Linked DNA regions of Capsicum annuum: region 1 is linked to region 2. Evidence: chromatin contacts called from public Hi-C data. All regions are on one chromosome and are shown on one strand. The core of a region is the stretch at or near the end of the contact, and the rest is flanking DNA. Distances in the headings are between cores, read along the strand shown. Region 1 has its middle 48 kb from the start of LOC107856789. Region 2 holds the start of LOC107856789 (diacylglycerol kinase 5).

Region 1 (5,994 bases), core at 3,465-5,964, 46 kb before region 2:
AAGTGTAATGAGTTCTCTTCTATTATCTTAATTATTCTCTTACTCACTTTTGAGTTTGTTTCTTCTTTAACTGGATGATGTAGTTGCCTTGTGATTATTTGACCTATTGAATAACCATTTTATTGATAGTGACTTAAAAAATATGTTTTGCTTCCCTAATATAGTTCTTTTATGATAGTGAAATTATATTAATTGTTATGTGTTTGTGTATACGTTGCAAAAATTAAGTAAAAATTTCATTCTTGAGTTTAAACGTTTTGTATTTAGTTTTATGGATATTTAACTATGTCACCAAATTATATATGCTATGCTTACTTTGTGGATGAGAAAACTATCAAATTATTATTGAAAAATCTTGGAGCTTTACACAGTTTGCTTGTCCAATATTATTTGTAAATTATTGCCTGATTACAAATTTATAAGAAATTTATTGTCACTGTTAGCGCTAATATGATTAAGGCTTAAGGGTGTGTCTTACAATTTGACTTATTATGTCATTATTGACTGAGGATAAAATGATGGGTTAAAGTCTAATCACACCAAACGGACAAGACATTGATTTGAATTTCGATGTATTATGATAATAAGATACTAAATTTAAGACCATCGAATTATGGCATGATATTCCATTTTATTGGAAAGACGTTGGGTTAAGTCCCAACACAATATATTGATGACTAAAGCAAAATGATATATTTTGATGAAAAAATCTTATATAACAACACAACCGGGGCCTTATTAATTTAGATACTTTATCAATAGTATAAGTGGACCTCTCAAAGGAATGAAATCCGCCACATTGATATGCTCCACTTTTTTTATGTGAATGTGGTAGCATTGTGTAATAGTCTGAAAGAAGACAAGTGGTTTAATATATGTGGGCTTGAAGTTACAAAAATATAATAGTCATCATTGTGGTAATTGTAAAAGAAAGAACATTACTGATTCTCAAAATTGTCCTTCAAAAAGTGAAGGTAATTTTTTTGTTCACAATCAATTTGGTAAGAAAGGTAGTGAGCACACGGTTGTTGTGCAACCTAATTTGATAAGTTTTATATATCCTCCATCAAAAGAGAAAAGAACAAAAGTGAAGATACACTTGGCCTTTTAAGTGATGTTGAGGTGGGTCTATAAATATGATAAATGTCAAGGCATGACAATCATATAAAATAAATATGAAGCACATATGATTATAGTCCAATTCTTGAAAAGAATGTGACTCGTGTAAGCATTGTGAATGCTTGGTCATTCTTGACGGTGAATGTGTTAAAATGTGAGAAAAAAATATGGATAAAATTGTGATTATATATGGTTAGATAAATACCAAAATTCACCTCTATGGGAGGTTTGAGAAAAATAAAATTTTTTAATTTGGTATAAAAAGGTCATTGATGTTATAGTATGTTTTATCATGATCTACCAAAGGATCAAATCAAGAAGTGGTTCTTTCCTATAAGAGTTTTGGCCATGACCAAAAATGAATATTATGGTGTGGTCGAATAAATTTTTCACCGATCATGTAAATATGGTACGCTAAAAAAAAAACTTTGCCAAATATTATAAAAATAAATTATTAAAGGCAAAAGTAAAGCAACAAGGAGGTTTGCATATAATGATTTTGACTACAATGACTATAATTTTCTCCCTAAAAGGAGATAGTCACCATACAAATGGTGTTTTGAACTATGAGGTAGTACACAAGTATTTGATAGTCTCGAAAAGCTAATGTGTTACTACTAGGAAGAATGAAATTATTCAGGTCATTGAAATTGTAGTAAGTCTCCAAAAGAAACTTTTTAAGTTTCAAGGAAATTAAAAAAATATTCTTATACTGAGACTGTAAATTATGAAAAGATTTTATATCTTCATATTACTACAATCGAAACGGGTTATAAATATTTATGAGAAAGACTACCCATTTTTCTCCTATTTATTGATACAAATATATGAGAATCACCATGTTGTAGTAAGCTAAAAGTTTACAGAAAATATATAAGTTGGCCTGATCGGTTGACCATTTCGATTCAAATGTGATGCAAAAATAATTGAGAATTCATGCAGTTTTATATTGAAAAAACAAAAGATTCTTCAATAATTCTCTTATGTAGCTTGTTCTCAAGATAAAATATTATAATAACTAAGGTTATGATTGTATCCTCTAAATTTTGAAACGTATTGCAAGGTGAATATGGGCCCGTTCACCTGCCATGTAGACCGTTTATTATGAAATGAGATACATCTATGATGGTCACATGCGCTGCTATCAACTTGCTATTTGATTTTTACAAGGTTGTTTGCTCAAATTGTTAAAATTGAGAGCATGATTCCAAACTATACAAGTTGATATACTGATTGGTTTAGCAGAAAATTGTGTGCCTCCAATTATAGCTGAAAGATTAGTTATGAGAACAAATCTCTCAAAAAGAAACTTTGATATGAGACGTGTTTATTTAAATATAGCAACATTTGTATGCATCAAGCCAACAAAGTTCCCCTATATTGTTGGTTCAGGGTTAGGAACCAATTAAAATTCATCTGAAAATTTGAATATACAATATCCACCACACACAAAGATGGATCTCCAAATAAGATTGGGTGAATGTTAGATTTCCTAACATTAGGGGGAGATATGATTATAGCTGAAATGTATGGAATGAATTATCGAGATCCTCGTAAAAAAATAATAATAGTGAATTTGAAGTTCAATTGATAATTCATGATTTGCAAAATATTGCAAGTTCATTGTCAGACAGATCCTATGCTATAATTCAACTATAAATGCTCCAATAAGAAGTCCTTGAAGGACAGAGTCTACGACACGCCTGAAGCGTGACAGACAAATCGGTTTCAAACATAAAACTCCTTAAAGAAGGAGAGGAGCAATGATAATGAGGCAAGTTCTTTAAAAAGCACTATGACATAACTCTTCATAAAATCTTAGCAAAGGTTTAGGAAAATGATGAAAAAGAAGAGATCGATCTTGATATGTTATGTCGTAATGGAATCGATATCAAATAACCTCGACGGTATCTTTGGTGTAATAAAGCGCTTACCATTATAAATGGTAACGAGGATCTTAAATTTAAATCTGTCGAATAGTGTGGACAGATAAAATACGCAATTCAAGTTTATTATGTTTCATTTGAAAAGTGATATTTTGAAATTAGTCCATAGACTGAGGTATAAGTCAGTGGGATACAAATTAGTGATTGTGCGAAAAGTAAACTCGTAAGATATAAAATGCGACTTGTGCCTTGAGGCATAAGATTATTCGCAAAGTACCGGCATTATTTTTTGGGGATGTGTTCTCCTATGGTGGATGCAATAAGGTTTCTTTAAATCTGGCGATGTATGAAAATCTTGAATACATATAACGAATGACTGTTATGTCTAGCTAGACGACAAATGTTATAGGAAAATTCTTAAAGGATTTAAAAGAGATTCGATCCGTTGAATATCCCAATGATTATGAAATCACTTATCATAAAGAAAGATCAATTTCGATCTCATGAAATGGTTAGAAAATACGATGTATTAGTGCAGTTATTGCACTTATATATCCTGCTATTCTATACATAAGATAATAATTTTTATTAGTGTATAGAAAGACATAATTTCACTTTTAAGTGTATGTGATTGAAATAAAATATTATTGATATGGATTTATTATTTCTAACAAATATTTTCAAAAGATTGTTGATTATGCAAATGCAGGAAGAATATTTGATCTACAGTCAATTTAAAATGAAAAGTTCACAACTAGTTGGTTGTTGCTACGAACAAGTTCAATGTGCAAATGACTTGCGACGATGAGGTTACAAATAAAGTAATTGTCAAGAATTTATTTGGCTGAGTTCAAAGATTTAACATATCCAAGAAACAAGAAAACGACATATCAGGATGAGTTCAAGAATGCAACATCTTCATGAATGTGTTTTGATCACAAAGGCACAATGAATATCAACATTTGAAAGCTGACATATAAGATTGGAGGCGGCGTCTTTGAGAAGTGAAATGATGTTTGCATCAGGAGGAGTAAAATACGCGTTGCACTCTTTTTTTCTTGGCCTAGATTTTGTCCCAATGGATTTTCCTGGCAAGGTTTTTAACGAGGCAGCAAACAGCGTATTATAAATATGTGTACTATTTTTCCTTCACTAGGGAATTTTTTTCCACAGGATTTTTTCCTAGTAAGATTTTAACAAGGCACATCATCTATGGACATCCAAGGGGGAGTGTTATAAAATAATATGTTTATAGTAGATGTCCATAACTCTTAGGAATTAAGTCACTCCCACCCATCTTCTCCCTAATGTGTAGTTAATCCTCCATTACTCCACACATCATTATGGGTGTAACTCTCACACCCTTTAAACTCCCTCATAATATTCTTGTTTAATACCATGATCATGACAACCCCTTACATGCCTCTATATGACATTATAAATAAAGGTATAAGGGTTCATATTGTATACACTTGAAAGACTTGTATATTTGATACTTGGAAGAATGAAAAGTTCTAGTCATATCTTGTCTTCTTATGTCTACTTCTTTCATATTGATACTCTTTTAGATTAATTTTAATAATCATCCATTTCTTATTGTTTTGCGATTATTATCTATCATGAAAAATTTAGTTTGTATGAGACATACTTAATATATGGCAGACATGAGTTGTATGACACACCACTATTTTTTGACACATAAATTGTGGGACCCACTTGCAATTTAAACTAAGAAGGAGAGAATGGATCCGGAGAAAACATACAACTTTGAGCAAGAAATTTAAAGTGAATTGTGGGACCCACCGTATGATATCAATTCTCCCACTCACTTTTCTTCCTCTCCTTACTGCTCTCTTCCAATATTTTTTTCTCATTTTCTTCTTTCATCAACATATATGCAAACTATAATTCTTTAATTTATTTTATAGTTTCCATTTCAGTATTTAATTCTTTCGTAGTTTAATTAAAATTAAACTGAACAAAAAGTAAATTAATGAAATAACTTGATATATTTTTAGTTTAATTTAATTTAATATTAATATTTTATAAAATAATAATATTTGAGTTCACTGATTTTGTAATTATTTGTATGAAATAGGAAACCTATCAATTTTTATAAATTATTTTAAAACATTTTACATAATGTTTCATCAGAATTTTATTACTTTAATTTTATTTTCACGGACTAATAAGTTTAGGGTTAAATACATTTTAAAGGAAATACACACACACACACACACACACATATATATATATATATATATATATATATATATATATATAATTATGAGATTTTTGCTTAGATATCTTTATTTATATTTTTTTTATAAAATCTATTCACCTAATTAGAGTTTATATATCTTATGACATTAATCATAATTCAAAATAATTATAGCCATCATAATAAAAAAAAATAAGACGATTCAAGATTACAAGTTAGCAACTAATGAAATTTCATTCTAATGGCAGGAGAAAAGAAGATAAACATCCTTACTAAAAAATTTAAAAAATAAATTAAAACAACAATTAATCTGATAATGTATAAAATATTTTTTTTGATTTGATTTAAATGATTAAAATTGACTAAATTGATCTGATTTTGATTTTTGATTTTAACCAAAATCAATCCAAATCAAAGTATGAATAATTCTACTTAACTTTTTTGTGAAAAAATAATTCTACTTAAAACTCATATACCTATTACAAAAAAGTCGATCAAAACTAACTGAATGAAAAAAACCTCCAAATAATTAGGTTTTCTAACCAAAATTTCAAAAAGTATTCTCCAAACTTAAACTTTTGAATTCGAAAATATTCTAAATTATGTCGCAAAAAGATACATAAACACATTCTGTAAAATCTCTTTAAAAGGCATACGATAAAATAGAAAAGCAAAACATTTTGGAAGAGGATTGAAAAACAAAGAATGCGAAAAAAGAGATAAATACAATAGAAAAAGACATAATTGTTTTGCTTGTAAGTAGGACCC
Region 2 (5,986 bases), core at 1,407-3,906:
GATCAAAATTCGAGGGGGGGGGGGGGGGTAGGGGTCTGATAGGTACAAGTCATAATTGAAGGATCTAAGTGAATTTTCAAAACAAGTTTGAGTGCCTATCGATACATATACATAGATTTTTTTTTTCGAGGTCATAAAATGCTTGTGATCCCCTATCCAAGGATATTGCCTTTGTTTACTCTAAAATAAATACGTGATACATACAACAACAATAACAACAAAATACCACTATATTCTCACATAGTGAGATCTGGAAAGGATAAAGTGTACATGGTCCAAACTACTATCTCCAAAGAAGTAGAGAGGTTATTTCCAATAAACCCTTGACTCAAGACAAAATATAGTAAGCAAAGTCATAATAAAACATAAAATAAGATGAAATAATAAAAATAAGACACCCACCGAGTAGTACTATATACTATCTAATCTAAAGCACACACCTCACTCAAAACCTCCAACCAAGAAATTTCAACCTACAAGCATGGCCTTACGACTACTAGTATGGCTACACCAAAGCAATCCTATTTACTAGCTATGATTCACTCCTACGAACTAGCCCCCTAACCTAATTTGGGTCCTCCATACCTTCCTATACAGGGTTATACCCTTAGTAAGTTGTAACTGCTCCATGTCATATCTAATCAACTCCCAACAATATTTCTTTGGTCTATCTCTACCCCGCCTGAAATCATTCATAGTCAACCTCTCACATCTACGAACTAGGGCATTTGTGCCCTTTCTCATCACTTACCCAAACCATCTCAACCTCACTTCCTATATCTTGTATTCCACCAAAGTCACTCCTTCCTTCTCCCGAACAGTCTCAATCCTAACTCTATCCCTCCTAGTAAGTCCACACATCCAATGCAACATCCTCATTTTCGTCACCTTCAAGTTTTGGATGTGAGAGTTCTTGACTAGCCAACACTCCGCTCTATACAGCATAGCCTGAAAGACTGCCACTCTATAGAATTTGTCTTTAAGCTTATGCAACATCTTCTTATCACACAGAAGTCTAGAGGTGAGCCTCCATTTCATCCACTATGCCTCAATACAGTGAGTGACATCCTTGCTAATCTCTCCATTTTCCTGAATCATAGACCTATGATACTTAAAACTATCTCTTTTACGAATAACTTAAGAATCCATCTTCATTATCACCTCATCCTCATGCGTCAAATCACTAAACTTGCATTTCAAGTACTCCATCTTGGTCCTGCTCAACCTGAACCCTTTAGACTCCAGGGTTTATCTCCAAATCTCTAATTTATCGTTACACCTTCCCGAGTTCCATCAATCAAAACTACATCATCCGCAAATAGCCTACACCAAGACACCTCTCTTTGAATACGTGGTAAATATTTTAAATATATTGTTATCACTTAATTCTACTTCCATTATTCCATTTTCACTCGTTCAATATTGACTTGACACTAATAGAATTACAATTTGGGTATCACTTTTTGAATATCCTAAATTCAATATTTTGAGAAATGCATTGAGAAATGACTTGAGTTAATAAAAGAATATAGCAGTAAGTGTATTAAAACTCCTGCTATATGCAAAATTCAGGAAAATGACTATAGTTGATGATAAAAATAAGTTATGTCTTGATTTTTTGAACTGAACAAGTAAAAGCGAAAGTGAATATATATTTAAAATGGATGGATAGAGTAATTAACTAACACATGTTATCATTGATAAATAATGATTTGGAGTAAGTATCATTTCTAGTAAATGACAAAGAAATATCAGGTAAATCCGTAAATACATTAGGTGTGATGTGAGGTGACTTTAAGCCCATTTGGATTGGCTTATTTTAAGTGCATTTAAATTAAAGTTGACTTTTAAACACTTTTGAAGTATTTGGATAAATTTAAAAAGTGTTTATGAACACTTAGTTTTAAATTAAAATAGTAAAATAAGTCAAAAGTCATAAATTAGAAATTTAATTACTTTTGATTTAAAATGCTAAAACTAAGCCAAAAGCTATAAATTAAAATTTCTAACTTAGCCAAAAGTCAATTCAAACACGACAATCATTCACAAATTTTTCAATACTTGCGACCATAAAAACATATCATTTTATTTTTATAAATAAGACTCACCTATTACTAGGATAGTTTTTATCATTGGCATTAATTCTAAAAATTTATGTGTTGTCTGAAAAAAAAAAACCGTTTCAAGATTCTCAATTGTCACTCGTCTCAAATCCCCACTAAAATTTTCCATTGGCGCCTTTCAAACAAGAAAAAAGCCTAAAGAACCAAAACCCCGGTGAGAAAATGTCAAAATGCAGCCAACTAACATACAAGAAACGGAAAACGCCCTTACATTTTCCTCATCGTACATACATACAATAAATAGGGGCATTTAGACAGTCATTATCATTAATTATCATTTTCAATGTCTTCATTCCCTTTTTTACTTACTCCATTAATTTTAAGGCAGCAAGCCACTCATAAAGAAACTTCAGCGAATGGTCAAATTCACTCGGCACACGGCGCCATCACGCGTCTTCCGTCTCCTTTTTTATATAGATCCCAATTCCACACAAAGTCCTTTTACTGTTGACGCACTCTTTCTTTGTGATTCTCCCGAATATCTATCCATATACTTTTCTTCTTCAGGTAAATCTTCTGGTTATTCGAATTTGTTGCTTTGCGCCTTCGTCTTGTACAGTTTGAATCATAAAAGCAACGTTTAATTTCATCGAATTTGCACGATGTTCTTATCGGAATTGCGTGTACAAATGAAAGTCAAAGTGAATTATGTAAATGTATAATGAAGTTTGACTAGGTCAATATGAGGAATCAGTGTTTTCTGCAAGATAAATATTTGTTGAAATTCCTCTTACGTCCTTTGAACAGAGTAATTTTTTACATAATTCTATGTGAAAAGTGTGATATAGTTGCAGTTAATTGCCTTCATTTTCAACATATACTATGTGTTTGTGTGTACTTTTTTCGTGTTTCGCTTTATTTATTTGTTAATGCGGTTGCAGTTAGAGTTAATGGCGGATTCTGAGTCGATCAATAACAACATTCATAGAGATTTCTATATTCCTACGTATATACTTGCACCGAGTGCTTCGAGCAATAGTTTACGTTTACCTGAAGTACCTACATGCCCTGTACTTGTGTTCATAAACTCTAAAAGTGGAGGTCAACTTGGAGGAGACCTTCTTCGTACATATCGCCATCTTCTTAACAAATATCAGGTACGTAAAAGCTAACTGTTTTGAATATGGACGTAGATTTTTTATTTTTTTTTTGTCTTTTATATAATTCTTTTGATATGTAACTTTTCAGGTTTTTGATTTGGGAGAAGAAGCTCCTGATAGTGTTTTACGCAGATTATATTTGAATATAGGAACTCTCAAAAGTAATGGGGATCAATTTGCTGCCGAAATTGAAGAGAGAATGAGAATTATCGTGAGTTGAATTCTTTGAGTTGGTTCATCATTTTAAGTTTAATAGGTTTTGTCATAAATTCATCAGAGGGCCAGATGATTATTTTCCAGCACGAAGTACTGAAGTTGAATGTATATTAGGTTGCAGGTGGAGATGGCACCGCTGGCTGGCTTCTCGGAGTTGTATCTGATCTCAAACTATCTCAACCACCCCCAATTGCAACAGTACCTTTGGGAACTGGAAATAACCTTCCATTTGCTTTTGGCTGGGTATGGAACTTTGGCAGAAACTGTTGACTCACTAGATTTGTGAAGGATATTTTCATGTAAATTGTAGCTCTCAATATAGTGGTGTAAAAGCTCTCGGTTTGCTTGCATGGTCTCTCGCTATGCAATTCGTTTCCTAGTTTTGCTTATACTATGTTGAAAATATCTATAAACAACATGGAATCCGTGTATACAAAAACAAATTGCTCATAAACATGTTCACATTAGGAGCTAGAGTAAAACTCTTTTGTTTTCTGTAATATATTAGTTAGTGCGCTTTCAGTATTGAGAAAGATACTTTATGTGATGTGCAGTTTTGGTGATTGACAGGGAAAGAAGAATCCAGGGACCGACCTTAACTCTGTCATCTCTTTTTTGAAGCAAGTAATGAATGCAAAGGAAATGAAGATGGACAGGTTATTTAGTTAGTTCATATGTGATATTGTGGCCTGTCTGAGATATTCTCAGTTTAATTTTGATCCCTCGATGATCAAGTTTTAATTCTTTGTTCGAACTTCCTGGCAGTGGTACTAGCTGAATGTGTCGTCTATCTTAAATTGAATGTCTTGTTTTTACATTAAACAGATGAGGGCTTATGATGTATTATAGTTAATTAAAGTGCAGACATTAGGGGTCTCATTTCACTAAATACTGTTATCTTTTTTCTAGAATCAAAAGTAAAGAAATAAAATAGAACAATAAACACGAAGATTGGATCGATGTAACTATATGTTTTTATGTAATACTATGCGGATCCTCCTTAAAGATCTATAAATCTTTTCAAGGGAAATGGACAATATGTTTCTGGTCCTAGCTAAGTCAAGAATATTATGGTTTGCTTGATGAAGTTGAGAATGCCCTAGCTTCCATTAAAAGAGTTGGAAAACATAGCATGCTCTTGTGGTGCGGGGTCTCCATTTTCTACTGGTTCATAATCTAAGTTGCAGTGAAGCAAAGATTGCCATATACATCATCTTTTGTGCTTAGCATCCAATATTTGGTAAAGGGAACAGATTTCTGCATATTCTATTTCTTGTTATAATGACCTATATTAACATGAAGATACTATTCCAATAATACTTCAATAAGTGTCTTCGGAATATATATACCATACTAAGAGTATAGGATATAAACAACAACAGGAATTTCGCAAAAAATTGAACTTCCAATTGTTTTGGAAGAGATTATTATGGTAAGTGTACAAGATTGGTGCATCATGACTGCTCATTCTCAACCAATGGTATTAAAGAATTCGCTTTATGCAGTTGGCACATTCTAATGAGGATGAGAGCACCCAAAAAAGGTTCTTGTGATCCTGTCGCGCCGCTGGAATTGCCTCATTCTTTGCATGCCTTTCACCGGGTTTCTCCATCTGATGAACTGAACATGGTAAGACATCCTTATCTGTTAGTGCTTTTGTGTATTGAAAAATTGGCTTCTATAACATGAATAGTGCATACTTTCATATAGTTTAGCTCCATCTTTTGTATCTCCATAAGATCTTGGCCGCTTGTATTCATTTCTTCTTTTTTTGTTGTGTTGTATGTCTTCACTGATTGTATATTAAACCTGGTTCTGTTTCTGCAAAGTCCTTCTCCATAATAAAATAAATAAATCTGGATGTCACCTTTAAGTCTACTGATGACCAAATTGGCCGTTAATAACATCCAACAGAGGCACCTTATATAGAAGTACATAATCATTGCAACTAATTTATTCATTATTTTTATGACACTCTTGGCTTAATATTGATTTTAAAGAATATTCTACTGCATGAGTTTTTTTGCTTTGCGAGAAAGATGAACCAAAAAATCACTGTAAATTGTAAAAAGTTGCTTGAATAGTGTCGCAGAAACAGTGAACAATCATTGGAGTTGATATGATATTTGACTTTCAGCACTTTACACATATATAAAGGCATATGAGTTTTCGAAATGGCAAAAATGATAGGGTTGGATGGAGATACCACTATTGTTATTGGTTTGGAGTACATATTTTAATTGCAATAGTTGTTCACGCCTAATCCTCTATGAGAAAAGTAAACTGCAGAACTCACCATTATGATTTGAATGCTATTGGAATGAGTAAAACATATGTAAAAGAATCAGTATCTTTACAAGTATCAGCTTCTGCATTCAGTACATTACTACTTTATAAAGGAGTTTCCTTGTGTATTTACTTGTAGTTGGGTGATCATATGAAGCCCAGTGTGGGGCATATTTGGTTATGGTTTCCATTTTGGCATTTCCAATTTCGAATGTATTCACATTGATTAAAAATGAAAAGTGAACATATGGGTAATGCCTA

What was found. Hi-C and Micro-C count contacts between places; a contact is called where the count stands out from the background.
Region 1: a contact with region 2 is called in a Hi-C map of pericarp, with 3 times the contacts expected there. The contact joins the enhancer-like site here to the promoter of LOC107856789 in region 2. A contact is called at or near these places in 3 of 5 Hi-C or Micro-C datasets (bud, pericarp and placenta).

The regions. Positions count from the first base shown.
Region 1 is chr7:201,510,326-201,516,319 of UCD10Xv1.1, reverse strand. No RefSeq gene overlaps it. Among protein-coding and RNA genes, the nearest start is that of LOC107856789, 48 kb to the right of the region's middle. Within about 2 kb of position 4,714, at least 1 of the 5 cell types and tissues checked has an H3K27ac peak or open chromatin away from gene starts, as enhancers often do. A contact at or near this core is called in pericarp, where this site is marked.
Region 2 is chr7:201,461,918-201,467,903 of UCD10Xv1.1, reverse strand. It overlaps LOC107856789 (diacylglycerol kinase 5), which reads left to right and starts at 2,656. Exons shown (of 14, transcript XM_016701762.2): 1 at 2,656-2,871; 2 at 3,005-3,220; 3 at 3,312-3,434; 4 at 3,554-3,682; 5 at 4,010-4,095; 6 at 4,945-5,068. The coding sequence starts at 2,806.